2 separate regions of the Mus musculus genome follow, and region 1 is linked to region 2. Evidence: chromatin contacts called from public HiChIP or PLAC-seq data. All regions are on one chromosome and are shown on one strand. Each heading gives the region's core, a stretch centred on a gene start, on an enhancer-like site or on the middle of the called end of the contact. The rest is flanking DNA. Distances are from core to core; before and after follow the strand shown.

Region 1 (3,708 bases), core at 696-3,195, 460 kb after region 2:
CAGATCACACCTGAAATAATTAACTACTCTTCCACACTGTAAAAATCTATCCCAGAATTTGACATATTGAAAAGAGTATCATCAAACTAAAAGTCACTATTAGCAACAGCAGAAACTTACAAACTTCTAGAATCTTCTCTTAAGGTGTTTTTCTTCCCTCAATAACTCAGTATTACAATATGTTTGTTTTTCTTTGGGGGGGAATTTATTATTTAAATGGGTGATTTCCTTCTGATGTATCTGAAGAGTATGAAGTCCAAGAACAGCAAAGGCTGCGCTGTCTCCAGGATAATAAGACTTAGAAGTCATCGTCAATCTGTAGCCTGCTTTCTTTACTTAGACATATTATCATAGTATAGTTACATCAGTTATCGTGATAGTAGTAGAATTACATCCAGATTTTTGCACAATTTGAAATCTACCTCTACCCAAACCCTAAAGAAATGGTCAAAAAATGTATATTTGAGTGAGAGAAGGTAAAATAGACTCCCCAAAATTTTAACTCTTGGAGATCCTTTCAATTTCTCATCAGTGCATCATGCTGCCTGATATACTGATACAGTACTTATTACAGATAAGAACACTGTCCCTTTAAAATACATCATTTGATTTATAAGCAGCTTCTTAAGGAGGGAAGAAATGTCCACCAAGCTCTGGGGAACTGAGTTAGTCACAAATAAATCTCACAGTTGGTCTACTGCAACCAAAGCCTGGATTTATGTCTGGACTTTCATAAGAAATGTTCCTTAAGAATTGAGGCATTTGTCCTTTTGGCCATGAGACTAACTAGTAACTGCAACTCTGTCTACTGACAACCAAACATCCTGTCAACTGACCTCAGATTCAAACAGGCAGTCAGCCATCCCACTCTTTAACCTGCACTAGGACAACTGATTAGACTATTTCTGATGTGTCTTATAAAAAGAAACAAGACACATCACACTGAAAGTCTATGCCACTGTTCCCACAAAATGTTACATACTTAAAAAACGGACAAACAAAAACTACTTGAAAACAAGGCATGATACCATGCCTGTAGTTCCAGCACCAAGAAGGCTAAAACTGTAAGATCATGCTTTTGAGGCCAGTCAGACTACACAGTAAGACCTCGTCTCAAAAACATACATACATACATGGAACAGACAAAAACATGGCTGGTAAAGCAATATATAGCAATTGCATAGGAATACATATAATATAGAAAATGTCATGAAATCCTCAAGGATAATAGTATAGTTAATTTTGTCTGTCTAACTCAATGCCTTATGCTTAAAAGTTGTTGATAAGTACTAAAGTAATTATGTGTATATAGACTGCAGAGATGAAAAAGGGAACACTAGAATATATTGAAATGGTCATTATCAGCTAAGACTACTGTTACTAAAGAACCAAGGCCATGGGCTCTTTCAGCCAAGGCACTCAGTAGTGGCTTTGCTCTGTGAAATGCCAATCTGCACAGTGTTACTAACTAGTCAGTAAATTAGAAAACAAATCAGGGCAAAAGATACCCTATAAATATTTAGGGTATAATATTTAATTTTTTTTGTACATCAGAGCACTTGATATTAGACATCTAACAATCTCAAAATGACAAAGTAATATTTTATATATGTCTATTAAGAATATTCCACAGCAGAAGTATAGTGAGTAAGCCAAACCTGTCAGAAAAAACAAAACAGAACACAGAAACATTTTCCTTCAAGTCTTGTTAACAGAAGACTCACCAGGGGTGTGGCTCAGCCAGAAGACATCACCACTTGGGTGAGAATCTGAAGTCAGCAAACCTTCCCATTTAAGCAGAGAAGCGTTGCCTCTGAGGGGCCCTTTCCCCAAATGTAACCATAGCTTTGAGTGAAGGCAGGTGTCCTGCCTGGAGTGTGCCAAGACAGTGTTCCCAACCCCAGACATTCAAGGAGCTCCATAGCAGCCAGTGGAGACAGAAAATCTACTGTTTCAGACAATCTACTGTTTCAGACAATCTACTGTTTCACAAACTTTTTTTTTTTCTTTTTGGCCCAGAGCTTTCAATGAGGGGAGTGCCCCCTGGTGGAAATGCCTGAAAAATATTGTTAGAAATCATATGATTTAGTGTTAATTTTTAAAAATGACTTAAGAGCAATGTAGAATAATCTGGATGCAAATGGCAGCTGTTAGGATGCAGGCACTAGAGTGAAAGTCTGGGTCCTGTTCCAGTTGTAGTTCGAATGGCTGATGAATTCAGTGTCTATGTGGTCCCTTTTCCCAGGTGATATAGGTCAGATATAGTGCAGTCTTGCCAGGGAAGGTTAAGGTCATTAGTATTAATTTCTCATGACTGACTGATCCAGACATCATTACCAACAATCTAGCATACTAAAGAAACAGTACGGAAAGACCACACACCCTGTCACATTACAGTACCAGCTGAGGTACCCAATTAAAGTACAGCCAATCTGTGTCCCATAGGTGCTTCAATAAAGTCACTGAACTAAATTAGGTAAAATCAGTAATCTTGTTTCTAAAAAGAAGTGAAACAAAAGACGTGCATGTTATGAAGGGGGTTCCCAACACGTCACAAATATTATTCTCACTAGAAATAAGAATCTGGCGTTCACTGGGTGGTCAGATCGTACAAATAATTAGATTTGTGTTGTATGTATGAAAACATAAAATTATTCTACTCTGTCATTACTTAGTGGCTAACGGAGAGCCCTGATGTTTTTCAATTAAAGAATACATTTACTGATAAATTCCTAAACCTTTCTATTTTACATTCCGACAAAGAGTTACACAAGTTATTACAAGTAAAATTCATTACTGATTGCAAAAGAAAGAAAACCTCCAATAAATATTATCAGTCCTTCCAAAGGCTCATTATAAATTCTTTAAAACAGCAGATAAGTTAAAGGGACGGCCAATCTGAACAAAAAGCCTGTCTGGCCTCCAGTTTGTCTCCTCTTTGAACATAATCACTGATTAAAATAGATTTTATCAGCTCTGTGGAACTTCAAAGCTCTTAGGGAAAAAAAAAAAAAAAGATTTCAGGAACCCGCCCTCCCTCCTAAGAGAAAGACAGAATATTCTCCAGGCTACTGGCCTGTTTGGTGAGTTCTTGGTCATGTGTCCAGGTGAAAGACTATTTTCAAGCTCCACCTGCTCATGGCCTCACGCCAAGCAAGCTGTAAGGAGATGCATTCATCTGTGTTCCTTGGTAGGCTCATCAAGAGCTGTCACACCAGATAATGGCACCTTTCTACCTATTATCCAACTGTGATATGGAGAGTGGACTTTTCTTAAATTACCCTGAAGAATGATAGGAAGACAGTAGTGATTTCTGTTATACTTAAAGCAGGTGAATTTCTTTCTCTCCACCACATAATTCACAGAACTCAAATTCAATAAAACATTACAGGATGGTCCATTACTGTTATCAGTTTTGAATAATCCATCTTAATTCTTTATTTTACTGGAAAATAAAGTGTGCCAAAGGCAGAAAGGAGAGAAAAGAGGTGGGGGAAGCCACTGTGCAGGATCAGAGTTAATCTCTGGGTTTTATTTAAAATTTTAAAGAAATACATCTTCTTGTATCACAGCCTTTAAATGACAGTATCAGAGAGAGGTGAATTTAAAACTGTTAAGTTTTGAAGCACTGGCGTTCACTTCTGGCCATAGATTTCCATTAAAAAGATATCACGTAGACAGAACTGAATGGATGGCATATGCTAAAAG
Region 2 (4,058 bases), core at 563-3,062:
GAGACAGGGGTCCCTTCAACATAGCAAATCTCAGTTTCTTTACCACATGCCTTCAATGTTTCCCTGCTAAGAGAAATAGAGTACTGTCCTCTGTCTCAGACTACACTTTTACACATAACTCTCTTTGGGCCATTGAAACATTACTATAGATAATGTGACAAGTTTGCACAGTCCATACACAGTCATGTTGGCTGTACGGTCTCTGCTGTGGCTCTTAGGATGTAGGTTGTCCCTGCTGTCTAAGTTACTTCTCCTGTTTCTGTGGTCAAATTCCTGACAAGAAGGAGCTAAATTGAATATTTGTTTTGACTCCCGGTCTGAGAAGTCAAAGGTCCACCATGGTAGGAAACTATAGAAGAGCTGGTGGGTTTAACAGGGGCTGGAAGAACACCTCACATCTTAGAAGATGAGGAATCAGAGAGATTGGACCAGAACTAGTGCCCAATTATAACCCATATACCTGCCTTGATAGCCCTATGTCTGCCAGTGAGGTCACAAGCCCAAAAGTCTCACACATCACCAAAACAACAACTGTCAGACACATAATCCTGTGGGAAATATTTTCACATTTAAACCCTAAAAGACAGAGTCTGAAGTGATCCAACAGGTTTGGGTATTGAATGCTTGTTCTATTTGGGAACCTTTAGAATCTTTAGGAGGTGAGGTCTAGCTTGGGAGGCAGGTCTTTGAACCTGGCTCCTGCTCTCTCTGCTTTTTGTCTTCATGGATGAGAACAGCTACCACTTCATACCGTTGCCTTGCATGGAGTCTCTCTGCCAGGCTTCCCCTACTATAAAAGACTGCAACCTTCTGAAATCATGAGCTAAAATAAATCTTTCATCCCTAAAGTTATCTGTATCAGATAATTTGGTCACAGGGGTACAGAAGTACAGCAGGCCTGACGCTCTGGAAACAAAGTCATGCTGAATCAAGCCAAGTGTGTATCAAATGATTCTTGGCCAATCTGCAGATCAGAGAGTTAACGTGGAAGTATTTTGTAACAATAACTAAGTTTCCTGGAATGCATGAGCTCAACTGACTCTCCAGAATAGTTTTCTTAAGCAGAAATGCTGTTGGATCTAATTTATGAATGGGACATAATGAGCATGAGGCCTTAAAGTCCTCTACAGTATCTAGACCATAGTAAGTACTCAATAAATGTGTGTTGAATGGACAGAGTCTTAAAGACATGAGAAGTTCTATGCTGTTTCTGAGATTTCTCTCACCTGTGCAATCCCAGAGTCCTTCAACACTAGAACCTCATGTCAGAGAGTATTTTTCTTTGTGTATGTCTTTGGGTGTTTGTCTTTTCTGTTGGCCTATTGTTTTTGCTTCAGCTCTTTCTTCACTGTAACACTTGATGATGACTGAGTACTTACTATGGTCATTCACTCTCTAAGTCATTCTCTCACCTAATTCTTCTAACTTCCCAAAGAATTGCCATATTATAGCTGAAGAAACTGGGACTTGGAGATGTACAGCTACCCAAAGAACTCCTGAGTGTTGGAGATGAGCCATAAGCAAGCCTACATGGGTGTGTTTAGCTGTCACTTTGGACTGTCCTGTAGCTGAGTAGCCTTTTACAAACTCACAGCACATCTATAGGAACTATAAAAGACTCACAAAGAGGTAGATTCCTGTAGAGATGGGATGCAAAGCTACTAAAACGCTTAGTGTGTAGCAAACATAGGTCTTGTTTGCCAATAAGATGAACAGGACTCTTTAAGCCTGAATGAGACTTGCAAGTCACTCACTACACATGGAGAGTCAATGGCGCCTGCTACTAAACCACAGAAAAGGCACTGGGTGACCTGTTTGCTTTATGAGCTACATCGAGAGGGACAGATGTGCTTCCAATGCCGTCCTTATCTCAGACTATTGCATGGTCTTAGCTCCATGCTCACCCCTGGGATGAAACAGCAAAATGTGCCATAGGCGTATATCATGATTTTGCTTCTACTGATTAGTAAATATATTCATTACTTTTTTTGTTGTTGTTGTGGCAAATTACCTGGAAGAAGCAACTTAAGAGAGGAAGGGTTTTATTTTGGCTCACATTGCACATATTAGTCCATTATGACAAGAACAGCATGAGATTAGCTTGGTTATTAGTGGTGGGGGCAGAGTGTTAGCTGACCCAGAAGCAAAGAGGCTATAACTAGAAGTGAATATTACTTCCTAGGCCCACTCCTGGTGACCTACATCTGTAGGCTAGGTCTCACCCCAAAGGTTCTATAGTGTCCCAAAATAGCAATCCCAGTTGGGGACCAAGGATTCAAATGCATGAACATGTAAAGGATACTTCATATTCAAACCACAGCCTCTTGGAATAATATAAATTCCATCTTTGGATTTAAGGCTGACTTGCCTGGAAGAGTTACTGACCCTCCTGTATGGGCCAGTTAGTGTAGGCCCTGGAGAGCCAGGGATGCAACTGCAAGTCTGATACTTTTCTCCACAGGGGTCACTTCATTCTACAATTAGATCCTACCTTCTTTTTCTCAGAAATGAATAGGTCCAGGACTGCCCTCCTCCTCTCTGTCCATTGCCTGCTGTCTTACCTACGCCATGTTGATAGTACCCAGTGCACCATCAATAAACTTGATGCAACTTGTTCCTGTATCCTAGATGGTGAGATTTCTGAGCAAGTTAAACAAAAGAGACTTGCACTTGGGGCTAGAGAGATGGCTCAGTGGTTAAGATCACTGACTACTCTTCCAGAGGACCTGGGTTCAATTTCTATCACCCACATGGCATCTCACAGCCATCTGTAGCTCCAGTTCTAGGGGCTCTGATACCCTCATACAGATATCATGTAGACAAAACACCAATGCATATAGAAAAAACAAAGGGTCTTGTTGTATAGAAGAGTCACCTCAGATAAAATTCCACCAAGTCCTTATGGACAGAACTCCAATTAGATTCTGGAAACTACCATTCAAGGGATACAGAGCCCATTTTGAGAAACAAAAGTTCTGATTAGTCTAAGGCATGTGTGGTCATCTCACCTACAACAAGACAGTTGTTGGAAGTGGGTGGTCCTGCACCCTGCTACATTGTGTCCTGAGGTGTCTGGGAAAAATGTTTGCTTACTCTGACATAAGAAAACTAAGCCTTTCCTTTCTGCTGACTGTTGATCCATTTGTGTATGATGGAGGGTCATGGAAATCAAGGTCAGTGCATCAAAGGTGACAGACTGCCTACTTCCTGCTTCTGAATTTACATTAATTTTAATTTCATTGTTTTAAAATAATGTATTTATTTATTTTTGTGAATGAGTGTTTTCTACATGTATTTCTATGAACCACATTTGTACCTAATGTCCTGGGGGTCAGAAGAGGGCATCCTGGATGCCTTGTAACTGAATGGCTCTGAGCTGCCATGTGGGGTACTTGGAGAATTGAATCCAGGTTCTCTGGAAGAGCAACCACAGCTCTTAATAACAGACTCATCTCTCCAGCCCTCATGATTTGTTGTTGTTGTTGTTGTTGTTGTTGTTGTTGTTGTTGAGACAGTTTCCTGTGTAGTTCAGGATGACCTTGAACTTCCTATGTGGATAAGTATGACCTTCAGTGTCTGATCAAGTGCTGTCATATGCCACTATGCTTAGTTTATTTGGTGCTGGAGATGGAACCCAGAGCTCTGGTATATTAGGCAAGAGCTCTACTACCTGGGCTATTCCCTAGCCTTGGAGCTTATATTTTTTGAAATAATAAAAATCCTCATGGCTTATATTGTTTTAATGTTTCTTTCATGATGCAATCTAAGCAAACAATAAGATTGTGAAGAGGCTTGTGGCAGCTACCTTGTCTGTTCTGTAGTTCCTCTAACATTTGGAAGCTCCTTTGCATTGAGTTATTGAGAGCTCAAATGAGTTGAATACGTTTCTCTGCTCCATTCATTATTGGTAGACTTGAGTTCATGCCCTTGGGCTTGCTACTGATTGGTGTGATGAACAAGGAACATGTGACCTACCTGCTGGCATACAGAGATCATGCTTAGAGCTGCTTTGTATCTATGAACAGGACCCTTGGTATGATATGGGGAAAAGCCTAACT

What was found. HiChIP or PLAC-seq counts read pairs in DNA pulled down with a chosen protein or histone mark.
Region 1: a RAD21 HiChIP or PLAC-seq map of pro-B cells shows a contact between it and region 2, with 7 times the contacts expected there. The contact joins two enhancer-like sites. A contact is called at or near these places in 1 of 15 datasets of contacts at CTCF or cohesin (pro-B cells) and 1 of 484 Hi-C or Micro-C datasets (bone marrow-derived DN3 thymocytes).

The regions. Positions count from the first base shown.
Region 1 is chr17:51,776,051-51,779,758 of GRCm38.p6, forward strand. The region is part of intron 7 of Satb1 (special AT-rich sequence binding protein 1); the gene reads right to left. Among named protein-coding and RNA genes, the nearest start is that of Satb1, 55 kb to the right of the region's middle. Within about 2 kb of position 1,946, at least 5 of the 459 cell types and tissues checked have an H3K27ac peak or open chromatin away from gene starts, as enhancers often do.
Region 2 is chr17:51,315,454-51,319,511 of GRCm38.p6, forward strand. No RefSeq gene overlaps it. Among named protein-coding and RNA genes, the nearest start is that of C330011F03Rik, 130 kb to the right of the region's middle. Within about 2 kb of position 1,813, at least 1 of the 459 cell types and tissues checked has an H3K27ac peak or open chromatin away from gene starts, as enhancers often do.